Regions from separate parts of the Anser cygnoides genome. Here region 1 is linked to region 2. Evidence: chromatin contacts called from public Hi-C data. All regions are on one chromosome and are shown on one strand. The core of a region is the stretch at or near the end of the contact, and the rest is flanking DNA. Distances in the headings are between cores, read along the strand shown.

Region 1 (6,397 bases), core at 3,616-6,115, 230 kb before region 2:
TGAAAAAGAAGCACCAACCTAATGAGAATTATATTTTAAATTAGTGCCAGAAAAACAGGATATTCCTGAGGTCTTTCTGAACACGTCTACTGCTGTCTGGACTCTGGAGAAAATCTACTAATAGCAAAGGCATGACATTAGATTACAACCACAAAATTGCAGTCTTAAGACTGTAATGAAAATGGGTTAAGTCTATACCATTTCCTATTCCTATTATAATCCCTGCCATAAGAATAGCCTTTCCTGGAATTATTGAGGAGGAAATTCTCCCTTGCTTGTAAATGTCATTTCATTTTTACTCTCACTATATTTGTAAAGATAGATGAAAATGTTTAGCTCACCATTTTTCAGAATGCTATCCAAATCCGAGGGTGGTTACTATAAAGGGAGTCTAGCATGGGCTAAGGGTTATTATACTGTGGTATTTGAAATCAGTAGTGTTTAATTATGTATAGACACATGGTAAGTGAAACTTCTGAGGAAGAATGAGCACAGTGATTTGTAGTCTTTGGGGCTTGCAGATGCTCAGGATCCAGGTGTAAGACTTCTGTCTGCTCTGGTTGTTTTTGTTATTGACTGCAGTGCATATCCCAAGGCATTCCTAGCTTGTGACAGGAAGACAGCCTTCAGATTTGCAGGTCTTTCACTAGGTGGGATATGTTGGATCTCTGTAAAGTGGGGGAATATATCTGTGCTTGAAAAGCTAATTCTACAAGAACATGGTCTTTTTTTCTTTCAGTAACTCCCTGTTCTCATGTTGGAGATACCTACTGTCGTTAAGCTGAAAGGTGTCCAACATGCAGTCTGTAGATGGGTGTTGAGTGACATGGCTGGGGAGCAGGAGAGGCAGTGGGCCTCAGAGTGGTGGTGGTGAGGAGCAGCAGCTCAGTGCTACTCATCGGGTACACAGTGATTCCCTGCTCATACGGAGGTGCCTCCACAACACCGTCAGTCAGGAGTGAGCCATGGCAAGACGAAATGCTCCACTTATGGCCGGCAGAAGACTCATATTGCGTGTGGCCAATGTGGTTGACTGGGCTATGCGCAGTTAAAATGACTCTTTTGAGGCAGGCGGGATATGTGTGCATGCACTCCATGGCCTGCAGAAGCAGCACGTTAGGTCCTGTGGCCTGCCTTAGCAGGAAGCCTTGGCACCACTCACTTACAGCACGGTTTGCTTTGAAGGAATCACTCAGACATAAATAGCTCACTATGAGGTGTTGAAGTCATGCTGGTTGGTGTAGCATTCGGAGGTCTAACAGCCTCAAGCTCAAAAAAAAAAAAAAAGACAAATTTCTCACTCGAGTGGTAAAAAAAGTAAAGAAAGAAGCATGCTGCTTTGATTGCTTTTTTTGATGCTATAGGAAATCACTCTATCTAGAAATTGCAATAGACTGTCTGAGGTGAGCTATGATATATTAAAAGCACTGATCGAAGGAGATGATGAAGTTTACTTGTATAAAATCAGGCTTCTGGCATGTTAAAAAGGATGCCTAAACATACAGAAAAAACAAAAAACGTGAATTGTGAGAAAATGTATGGTTTTAGAATTATTTCCATTATTTTTATATTATTATTTTTATTTTTTGCTAGCTCTTCGATCATTGACTGAATGGCCAGCTAATGTGCAAAGGTCTCTGGTGTCTTGCAGCTGAATAGAAGTGGTAATTTAGTAGAAGCCATGAATAACTTGGTGCTTGTGATTCAATTCTACCTGACTCTTCACTTTGCATTTACCCAGACATGTGGTTGGGAGTCAAAGCTGACTTTTAGAGCTGTATAGAACACGTGCTCTGCTGGCACCAGTGAGGCTGAACTCAGCCAGGTTCAGAGGGTGGTGGTGAAGAGCGAAGGGCTTGGGACATTCTAATTCTGGGTATACCACAGTGAAGTGTAGTATGTATATATAGGTTCACCAGTTAAACTGACTGTTCTCCCAGGAGAATAAGAAGCATAAGAGATCGTTTTCTCTCTGCATGCTCCCATTCTCATGAGAGCTATTTCTATAGTAGGGATGACTTGATTAAGAGGTAAGTTCATTTCCTTCCTTGAGGCAGCACATGACTCTTCATAGGTTAGCATAAACTTCCAGTTACTGGCATGTTCTATGTCATGGATGGACAGAAGAAGGAGTTGTCTTGTGTGGGCAGGCTTCAGAAGATGTTGAGCTCATTCACTGGGGTGTAGAAGTGAACTAGACATAAATTCAGAAAAGGAGAAGGTAACATGGCCAGGCTTGAAGTCCTGTGTCATTTTGTACAGGAAGGGTACAAAATTCAACCCTTCTTACACTGGGAGTGCTCTGGAAGTCTTCCCTCATTTGAGCTGTGATTTGTGATAAGTCTGCTCTTTATTGTCATATGGACAAAAATGTTGATCTTTGTAAAAATTAGAGGCTGCTCCTCCTGATATTCTCAGACAGAAATTTTAAAGTGTATCTTCTTTTGCAATTCAGAACAAAAATACTTTTTTTTTTTTTTGTTATGGATAGCAAAATACAGTGTATTTAACAGGTGAATTAGATACAGATCCTTTCATGACTCTTAACTTTCCTCTCTTCTCAGGAAGACCTTTCTACAAAGCAACTCTTTGCAGAAAGTACACAGTAGGTAGAGGTCACTTTATGCTTGCTGTCTTTCTTCTGCTTTTTCTCTAAGGAACTGCTATTAATCACTGTCAGATGCAGGTTGCTGTGCTGATACGGTCTTCAGTCTCACTCAGTGATGTTCTGAAGTTATGCTCTTATGTATCCCAGTTTCCATACCAACTACTTGACTTTGCAGGCTCTTGGGAACTGTTTGCTGCAGATACAGTTTTCTAGAAACTGAAACCTGAGAATCACTTACATAAACTTTATAGATCTGCAATTTTATAAATTTCTACCTGTCTCCTCATCCAAGTCATCCTTCCTGCCTACTTTGTTTTATTCCCATCATTGCATCCACCAAGATGCCAGGTGTCTTGCTCCTTCTCCAAATACATTAATAATGTTGATAATGTTTTCTTGTCTCTCCCTTTCCTTCACAATAAAGAATTCATTTGTATCTCTTGATCCCGTAGACCACCTACTTTGGCTAATACTACATCAGACTGTTTTTTTTTTTCCTGATATTCTTGGACATCATTAGAACTAACATTAGTTCTGGTTCTTTCCTGTACCCACTAAACCACAGTACAGTTAGAACATTTTTTCTGTATTTGGGAGCTTATAAAAAGGGCAGCTCATTACCCTAACCAAAATGCTAAAACATGTTATATTTTGAATGTCTCCTTACACTCCCTTTCTGTCACAGGTGGTCAGTTTTGTAAAAGAAGAGGTGAAAGACTTGTAAGCCTATTAAAATTATTGAACATTGAAAAGACCAGCTAGTATAATTGCTGTCTGCCTGTTACGGAATGGTTATGGAATATCAAAAATGGGACTAGGTCTGGCTAGAAAATACTGAGAACTGGGTAACAAAAACACAAAACACAAAACACTGGGTAAAAACAAACACAAAAATTTGTGAAAATATGGAGGTAGGAACTTGATACCATTTCTAGTTGGCTTTCTTGTTGGTCTATCATTCTCTGTTGCTCAGTTTATTTAATGATAAACCATCTCTTGCTGATCCATCAAGCAGGACATGTAGTCCATCTTGAAAACCAGGCTTAAAAGGCCTGCTAGGGGACAACGATGAAAAGCTGAGAGTCTTCATTGACAACTAGGTATTCAAAATAATTTATTTGAAAACTATGGGAAAATAAATGGATGTCTATGTCGTAATTGAGTCTAGTCTTCTACAATCTTAATAAACATTGTCATTTTTGTTTTCTCCAGTTGTGCCATAGCATGCTAAAGTAAATTACTGGAGGGAGTATACATATGGAGAAGAAAAATGTTTTGGTTATGATGCCATCTGTCCAATGCTAGCTGACTGCTGAGGCAGTGGAAATGGAAATTAATATAATTCAGTTTATGTAATCTTCTTAAATCTCAAATTAAATTAACATCAGGATTGGCACTTTTTATACTGACTTGATGGCTGTGATTATAGTTCCTTCTTGCCTTCTCTAGTTTCATTTATTGTTAGTTGTTATTATATGTTCATTAAAAAGTAATTTAATAAATCATGGGATTTCCTGCCTATAAAACAATTATCAGAATGAAGAGTGACGGCAATGGTTGGGGAATATGCTGAAATTTGGTAGGTCTTTGTGAAGGTGAAGCAGGACACAGAATCCTTTCCATGTAATTAAAAAAAAAAACACTATTTAGTATAAAAAGTATATACTGCTTTCCTGTACTCTCCATAAATAAGTGAAGCAGGACTTGAGACATCTTCTGGGTTCTAATTCTGTCTCTACCATGGGTGAATGTAAAAAGGTCACTTGTGTCAATGTTTTTGGGAGCCAATGTTGAATTAATTTGTTGGTTATTCAAATGGAATGATAACTTGGCAATATCACGATGCTGGGGAAGGTAATTCACAATTCTCTTACACAGGTAAGTACTGAGGACTGTACTGAAATGATTTTAAGGAATCACCAACCAATTAATTAAAAAAAATCAGAGATCCTCTGGGTACCCAAATACACATTCTGAACTTCATTATGACATGGATGTTTGTGAAACCATTCAGGACCAGGTGCTTTTTAGTGGCCTTTCTGTACTGTTTGAATACGTCTATTCAAGTTGTTTAAAAGGTCTCCAATCAGAGAGTGAGAGTGAGGAACGGTGGAGGAAGCAATGAAAGGTTGGTGAGGGGGAGTAGGGGGAGCCTGAGAGAGAAAGAGAGAGATTGTTCATGCAGGCAGAGAGCATAGGAGCAATAACTGGGACTGTGTTTATACTGTCATGTTAGCTTAGGATTCAAGGTCACACTCAATGGTTTCCTCATTGCTTACACATTAACATTCACCCTGGCTGTCAGACAGAGCTTGGATCTGACCATGAACACAGCTGCATACACAATCTGCAAAAGCCTAACAATTTTGAGGTCTAGGAAGGAGTCAAAGTGTATATGGAGAGAACTGAAAGAGGCAGGACAGCTGAGGGATGCAGCGAGATAAATGATGGAGTGCTGGGCAAGGAAGGGTTAAGCTCAGGGGGCTTCAGGAGAAAGCAGGATGGTGGCCAGGCAGGCTGCGTTCAGAGACAGAGGAGGCAGTTGTCTTCTGCAAGCAGACTGTGTCAAGAGGCTTTTCCTTAACTTCACGGAGGTGCAGATCACCAGGAGCCACCCTTCTCATGTTGAAAGTGTGGAGAGAGCTACTGACAGAAGCCGTCTTCTCCAACAGCTCCTCCAGACAGCACACAGCCCGGGACACTACCCGCCCAAGAAGACTTGTGCTTCCCATCAGCAGTGGAGAGAACTTCTAAACAAGAAGATGCAACAACAGCAACAGCTGTCTTTGCAAGAGACAAAAATAAATAATTCCAGTTCATACAATATCTCTTTAAAACAGACAAATATTTCCTAGTAACAGCCATAGTGTGTGGAATTAACATAAATGAGCACTCTCTGAGGACAATGCAGCCTTCAGAGCCAGAGAACACACCTACATTGTGTATGATGTGTGCCTATATGACTCAAAGATAATATTTACAGCTGTGGTGGTTTGATTCCTCAGAGCATGCCATGAGCCTTCCTTTCACACTATATTATCCCAGGCTGCATTGTTCTGTAAGGGAGACACTGAGTCTGGCTCCCTTCGGAGTATGCTGGGAATCCAGAAATCGTGCATGCTGCACTGACTCCTACAGGATCACTCACATTCATCTCAGAGGTGGCAGGCTCATTACAGCCAGTAATTTCTCTTTCAAAACCTGGCTCCTCACCATCTTCATAAACCCTGAAGCAAATATAATAGTACCCTCAGGCCCTCAAGAATGCTCATATGGCAGGAATTTGGCATCTTCCAAATGTGATTCATAGGCTTATTCATTATGTTGTGCCCCTTAAAAAATCAAGAAGAGAGACCAGGTATACTGAATACATGAGTTCATTCCCATTTGATGAGGAAATACCTTTATTTGAGAGAACTTAACATTTCTGATAAATTTAGGATTGAAGGAGCTGGTGAATAAGTTGTTGAGCATAAACACGGGGAAAAAGAATTAGGGAAAATCAAAGACTGGAGAGAGGTGGACCAACTAGAAGACAGACTGAGATAAATAATGGAATAATAATTATAAATAAGAAGATTTAGAAGGAATAAAAAAGTGAACAAGGAACAGCAACCAGATAACTTCTGCAGTTAGGGGCAAACACCATGGCTCCCTATTGAAGTTACACAGTGGGAGGAGAGAAAATATCCTTGTGGCAGTTAGTTAGCACCGAGTGGCCACAGTTATGGTACCTAAACTTCATGTGTTAGATGATTACTCAGATTTACAGTGGCTGAGACACTCTTA
Region 2 (6,479 bases), core at 2,469-4,968:
CACCCAGGAGAATACAAGGCAGTAGATATACTGCACACATGATACCAAATCTTTGTAGTACGTGATGTTATTACTGCACTCAAAAAAAAAAAAAAAAGACAGCAGAGGCTCTTTAAGGACTAACATCCCACCAGAGTGCTTAGACATTCTGGTTTTCTGTTTTCCCTTCCTTTGTTTTTACTACTGAAAAAAATCATCACACCCTCATAATGTGTAATGAATTAAATGTCAATGAATTAAAATTCAGGGGAATGGCAATGGCTTAAATGCTTCCAAAATGAAGAGAGAGCTTATGGATTTAATTAAAAAAAAAATCTGAATGCTGCATTTTATTCTGATGCTCTCTTTACTGAGCTCATATTTCCTGATCCTGTTTGCACTGAACCCTCTGCTAACCTCAGTAAACACCAGCAGGGCAGCAAGGCGTTCCAGGTAGCTCTCCCTCAACATTTTCGTTACCAGAAGAATGTGAACATGCACAAGCTGCCCCATGATGACAGCAGGAGCTGCAACTGACTCCCGGGTTCAGATTTGCAGTTAGGCTTTAGTTTTTTCCTCCAAGGACTACGCACCTCCTGACGGACAAGGCCAATAATCTCATTTCTACAGGAGAACCCAGAGCGGACACCTCTCGGTTTTATGACCGAAAAAAAGTTCATTAGGTGGGTTTAAAAAAATTATATTTTTTTTCTTTTTTTTTTAAAAAAGGAAGTTTGTTGTATCTACGTCCCCATTCACCTCTGAAGCCATCCGACATGCTACAGGTGCAGACAGTGTTAGACCTCAACTCCTGGCCAAAGCAAAACAAAACCTGCCAACTCTTTTTCAACTATGTGGTGCATTTAAATAAATTTAAAAAACGAGAAAGGGCAGCCAGCAGCCAGCCCCCCTTGTACAGGGCACCGCGGCGATGCTCTCCTCTGAAAAAAGGCCGGACACACCTTCGGGCAGGACGGGCCATTGTTTTCCCCCCCCTCCAAAAGAAGGGCCTGGCTCGGGCGCGCAGGGCTTGGCTTCGCTGGGGACGGCCGAGGCATGGCGAAGCGCGGTCCCGCAGCGTGGCCATGTCCCCGCGGCGTGGCCGGGTGGCTGTCCTGGCTGCCCTGTCCCCACCGTGGGGCAGGGAGGCCGTCAGGAAGCGGCGCTCCTCCCCAACCCCACCTCCACCTCCACATACCTCTGGCAGGCTGGGAGCAGCACCCAGCCCGTGTCGGGAGGCGCCCTAGGCAGTCACAGCCGCCTCAGTCCAGGCCCTGCTGTTCATGCAACTGAAACTCCAAGCAAAGCCATTACAAAACCTGTGGGGGGGAGAAGAAAGGGGGTTGTTTTGGTTTCTTTTGCCGGTAATTTTTTCCCCATCCTGCCCTATAAAATAAAAATCCAATGCCTTTTTTTTTTCTTCTTTTTAAAAAAAGGGGAGGGCGAGGAAGCAAAATCTGCAAACGGGTTAAAAATGTCCTAAATAATTAAAAAAGTGAGACTTTTTGTAATTTAAATACAAATATACTTACAAAATCTTACAGAGGCTATTTACATCCCTCTCCCCCAACCTTACAGTACGTTCAGTTCCTACAGGAGACAGCGAGAGAGAGGAGAGAGGAGAGAAGGAGAAAAAAAACCCCAAGTCTGTCCCAAGCGCAGGAGTTTCCCACCTGACTTTTTCCTCTGCTCCCCGTCGCCTGCAGGACAACAAGCAGTCTGCAAAGTTTGAAGTTTGCCGGGGCTGGATAAGCGCGAGCGTGCAGCCGGTACCGGGGCACGGCGGGTGCTCTGCGGGCAGAGCCCGGGTCCTCCGCCCGCCCGGCCCCCCGGCCGGGGGTCTCAGACGGTGGTCTCGCCCTGCTTGCTGTTGGTGAGCCTGGTGTAGAACTTCCTCCAGGAGTTCAGCGTTTTCCCCGACCAGATCCAGAAGCCCGAGGTGATGCCCACGATTAAGGTCATGAGATACTTGATCATGAAGACGGTGAAGTCAGGGCTCATGGGTGGGTGATGGCTGCTGTGGTTATTAGGACAGGGGATGGCATAGCTCTTACAGCTCTGCGTGACCCAGCTCCTTTCCCACTGTTCCCTAAAAGCTTGCTCGTAAAAATAGCAGGCAATGACGATGGTGGCCGGCACCGTGTAGAGGACGCTGAAGATGCCTATCCTCACCATGAGCTTCTCCAGCTTTTCCGTCTTGGTGCCATCGTGCTTCATGATGGTCCGGATCCTGAAGAGGGACACAAAGCCAGCCAGCAGGAAGGAGGTGCCGATGAACAGGTAGACGAACAGGGGGGCCAGCACGAAGCCCCGCAGCGCGTCCACGTTGTTGATGCCCACAAAGCAGACGCCGCTGAGCACGTCCCCGTCCACCTGCCCCAGGGCCAGGATGGTGATGGTCTTGATGGCCGGCACGGCCCAGGCGGCCAGGTGGAAGTACTGGGAGTTGGCCTCGATGGCCTCGTGGCCCCACTTCATGCCGGCGGCCAGGAACCAGGTGAGGGAGAGGATGACCCACCAGATGGAGCTGGCCATGCCGAAGAAGTAGAGCATCATGAAGAGGATGGTGCAGCCCTCCCGCTTTGTGCCCTGCGCCACGGTCCGGGAGCCGTCCTCAGCGAAGCGCTCGTTGCAGACCACCCTCTCCTCCAGCAGGAAGCCGGCGATGTAGGCCACGGCCACGGCCGTGTAGCATCCCGAGAGGAAGATGATGGGCCGCTCGGGGTAGCTGAACCGCTTCATGTCCACCAGGTAGGTGAGCACGGTGAAGAGGGTGGAGGCGCAGCAGAGCACCGACCAGATGCCGATCCAGGTGCGGGAGAAGCGCAGCTCCTCGGGCCCGAAGTACATGAGCCCGTAGAGGCGGCCGGGCTCGCAGGGCGCCCCGCAGTCCTTCTCGCCCAGGAAGCGGTAGTTCAGGTAAGAGGGCACCTTCAGCGCCCGCGGGCAGGAGAAGCGCCCACGGGGCTCGCCGGGCCCCGAGCCCCCGGCCCCGCCGCCGGCACCCCCGCGCTGGGGGTTGCTGGTCCAGCTCTCGGGGTGCAAGGCGGGCGTCGGGGTGCCGCGCTCGGAGGCGTTCTGCCCCACGCACAGCTCGCCGGCCCCGTGCACCGGGAACTTCTCGCAGCGCAGCGTGTCGGGCCACTGGAAGCCGAACTTGTTCATGAGGGCCTCGCAGCCCTGGCGGGCGCGCTCGCAAAGGGAGCGGCAGGGCGGCAGGGCCTGCTCCAGCACGGTGCAGACGGGCGCGTACATGGAGCAGAGGAAGAACTTGAGCTCGGCCGAGCACTGCACCTTGACCAGCGGGTAGAACTGGTGCACCTCCAGCCCCGCGTCCTCCTGGTTGGTGTGGCCCAGCAGGTTGGGCATGATGGTCTGGTTGTAGGCGATGTCGGTGCACAGCGGGATGGAGATGGGCTGGCAGTACCCGTGGTCCGGGATGGAGATGCCCCGCTCGCCGTTGTACTGCGGCGCGGGCGGCTGCCCCCCGGCCGGCAGCGCCGCCGCCCACAGCAGCAGCAGCGGCAGCAGCGGCACCGGCAGCAGCCGCCGGCACCGGCCGCCGCCAACTTCCCCGCCGCCCGCCGGCCCGCGCCGCTCGGCCATGCTCAGTCGCTGCCGGGCTCCCTCCGCCGCCGCCGCGCCGCTCCTCCGGGCCCCGAGCTGCGGCTCATGAAGGGAGCGGCGGGCAGGGACGGGGCAGCCCCGGCCGCCACTCGCGCTGCTGCTGCTGCTGCTGCTGCTCTGCCGCTGCCGCCCGCCCCGGCAGGCAGCGCCCGCCGCCCTCCCTCCGTGCCTGCCTCCCTCCCGCCGCCACCGCCTCCTAGCGCCGCCGCCGCCGCCGCCGCCCGACCATTTGTGCCGGCCCCCCGAGCCCGCGCGCCCTCCGACCGGTTTCCAGGCGCCCCGCAGTCTGCCTGCCCCGCCGGGGAGGGGCCTTGAAACCGACGCCGAAGTTTCCTGCGCAAGGGACCGGCTCCAGCGCCGCGCCCGGGGGCGGGCGCAAGGCGGCCGCGGGGCTGCCCCGCGCCGCGCACAAAGGCGGCGGGGCGGGACGGGGCGGGACGGGGCTGAGGGGGGGCCGGGCAGGGCCGCCCCGCGTCGAGCCCCCGCAGGGGGGAGACGAGCTCGGAGGGGTTGCGGGGGACAGGGGGGGTCCCGGGGAGCGCGGGCGGGCGGCACAAAGGGCGGGCGAAGCCCCTCACAAAGCGGCCGCCGCACGCTCCCCTCAGCGCGCCCCCCGCCGCGGAGCCGCAGGGAGGGGAAGGGAAGGGAGGGGGGGGGGCAAGTTGTGGCCGGAGGCTGGGCTGGGGGCACGGCAGGCCGGGCATCGCCCCCCGGGGACGGCCGCCCTGCTCGTCCCGGCCCGGTCGGTGATTCCGAAGGGGCAGGGGGCGGCGGAAGGGTGGGAGGAGGGGAGGGAGCGGGGAACAATAACGGGGGTCGGTGCGGGGCTTACATCGAGGGGATCCGGTGGTTGCAGCGACTTGGGCTGTTTGAGAGCTGAGCCCGCGAGAGCCGCCTCAGAAACATGCAGCTGGTGGTGTGAGACAGCCAAAACCCACCTCCCTCTCTCCAGAGACATCTTAAGGATCTCAGTACTCAGTTATTGTCAGTATTTCATCTACGTGTTCCTCCTAGAGCAACTACAGCACTAGCCTGAAACACAAAATAATCACGAAAATAGGGCGTCCCAGCCCCTCTTCCCCCATCTGCCCAACACGCAGCTATTTGAGCTTAATTTGAGATGAATGCTGTGTGACCTGAAGTACCTCCCGTCAGGTTTTTAAAGTGCTCGCTATGTCCTGAGAAAGGAGGGTTTTGCCAAGTGAATGGGCATACAGTAATTGCCAACAATGGCCATTTCTTTCGGCATGTCTGAGGCGCGTCCGCTGGTGCAGAATGGCCGTTCTGTTGGTTCTCCCAAAGTGCGCAGCCTGGAAAAATGGTGGAGGCTGAGCGGGGGATTTACCGGGCTCTCTGGAATTCAAGAAGAATAATAAACTGTGCTCCTGGAGGTGAGGAAGATCCCAGCACGTTTTCTAAACGCTCAGTAACCAAACCTCTGTGTCGTGGACATGAATGTCCTCGTATTTGTCTGACTGTTAATGCTGCCTTTCAGAGCAGAACCAGGCGCGAAACTTCCCTGGCCAGCTGTCTTGGTTCTCTGCGGCATGCTACGACCCTCTTCCCTTATAGGCTAATGGGCTGCAAAAATCCATTAGGAATAAGACAAGCCTAGTATGTACTTCTAGCTGTCATAGGTGGCAAGGGTTAATAAAAGACATCCGTATTTCTTGGATAGCTGCAGATAAAATTTGGGCCTGCTATTTAGGCCACTTTCTTTCTCCCAGCAGTGCTGTCCCACATTCAAACTAATTAAGAGCAAGATCTGTGCTGTATAACGACTGCTGGAGCAGGATTGTGTTTGGAAATTGCCCAACCTTAAATATGTTGATTGCTGATGTCCTCATTTACTGAGGTTCATTGAGTTCTGTCAAGAGCTCTCTTCTCCGAGGACTTCAGTTCAAAAGTGATGAGCACAAATGCTGTCTCTTTCCATCTCCTGCTGAAAAAAGGTTTGATTCCTTGTATAACATATTTACTGTTTTAATCTAGAGATTTTCCTCTTCACATCTGCCTCAGTAATTAAAATTACCCACTCCTTCCTAGCACAAAACCTGATTTATATTCAGCCTTAAATGATAGTATTGTTTTCCTATTCATTCTAAAATAATTGAACGCTGAATCTTTGGATAAGAACAGATATTATGCACACTCTTTCACAGAGAAAATAAGCGTGAATTTCTAGCCAGTGTCAGGAAGACTCTGTGGCTTTCCACATGTGGTTTCCACACCTGGGGATGCATCGCAGAATCCAGGAAAGGCAGTTAAGACATGCAAGTCCATCCTCAGTTGGCTTAAATTCTCTCTACAGGGGTCTGCATTTGAAATATTTATGAAATGCTCAGTTCTCAAACTGGGGGGAAAAATACAAATGAAAAGTCACTAAGTTGCTGTGTGCTGCAAGCCAGAAATGTGTTCTAGTGGAAGGATCGGTGCATGCGGGACAAGGTTTGTACTTACAGCTAATATCTTTTATCAGAGCAACTGGTATGGAAGGGAAAATAGACAAATTTGGGGGTTTACAAGCCATTTTTCGCAGTTCTGAAGAAGTAGCTACTAATGCTAAATGCAACTTGGGAACGACTGCTTAGAGCTCAGATATGGATATATCAGTGAGACCAGCTTAGAAAGGAGAAGTAGAAGCTGGAACGGATGGGGTGTTGGGGGGGATGGGAGAGCAAGGACTAAGAGCTGTTAAGTCCATGAATGTTCCTAGGACTTGTCAGTTTTAACTGTTTAATGATTTTTCACCTAACAGAAGATTTCCTATGTGGAAAGAATCTTCCCAGAAGCACTTGTCCTACATTTCAAGCACCCCAAACCACAAAACTCATCATTAGGAACATTATTCTCTGTGGCCCAAAACAGCAGGT

What was found. A called contact is a pair of places that touch in the nucleus more often than the background predicts.
Region 1: a Hi-C map of fetal liver shows a contact between it and region 2, with 2.0 times the contacts expected there. The contact joins the enhancer-like site here to the promoter of FZD1 in region 2. A contact is called at or near these places in 2 of 7 Hi-C or Micro-C datasets (fetal liver and granulosa cells).

Annotation. Positions count from the first base shown.
Region 1 is chr2:24,883,934-24,890,330 of Taihu_goose_T2T_genome, reverse strand. No RefSeq gene overlaps it. Among named protein-coding and RNA genes, the nearest start is that of AKAP9, 56 kb to the left of the region's middle. Within about 2 kb of position 4,865, at least 1 of the 3 cell types and tissues checked has open chromatin away from gene starts, as enhancers often do. A contact at or near this core is called in fetal liver, where this site is marked.
Region 2 is chr2:24,656,215-24,662,693 of Taihu_goose_T2T_genome, reverse strand. It overlaps FZD1 (frizzled class receptor 1), which reads right to left and starts at 3,718. Exons shown (of 2, transcript XM_048077531.2): 1 at 1,653-3,718; 2 at 1-1,298. The coding sequence starts at 3,585. The coding sequence ends at 1,822.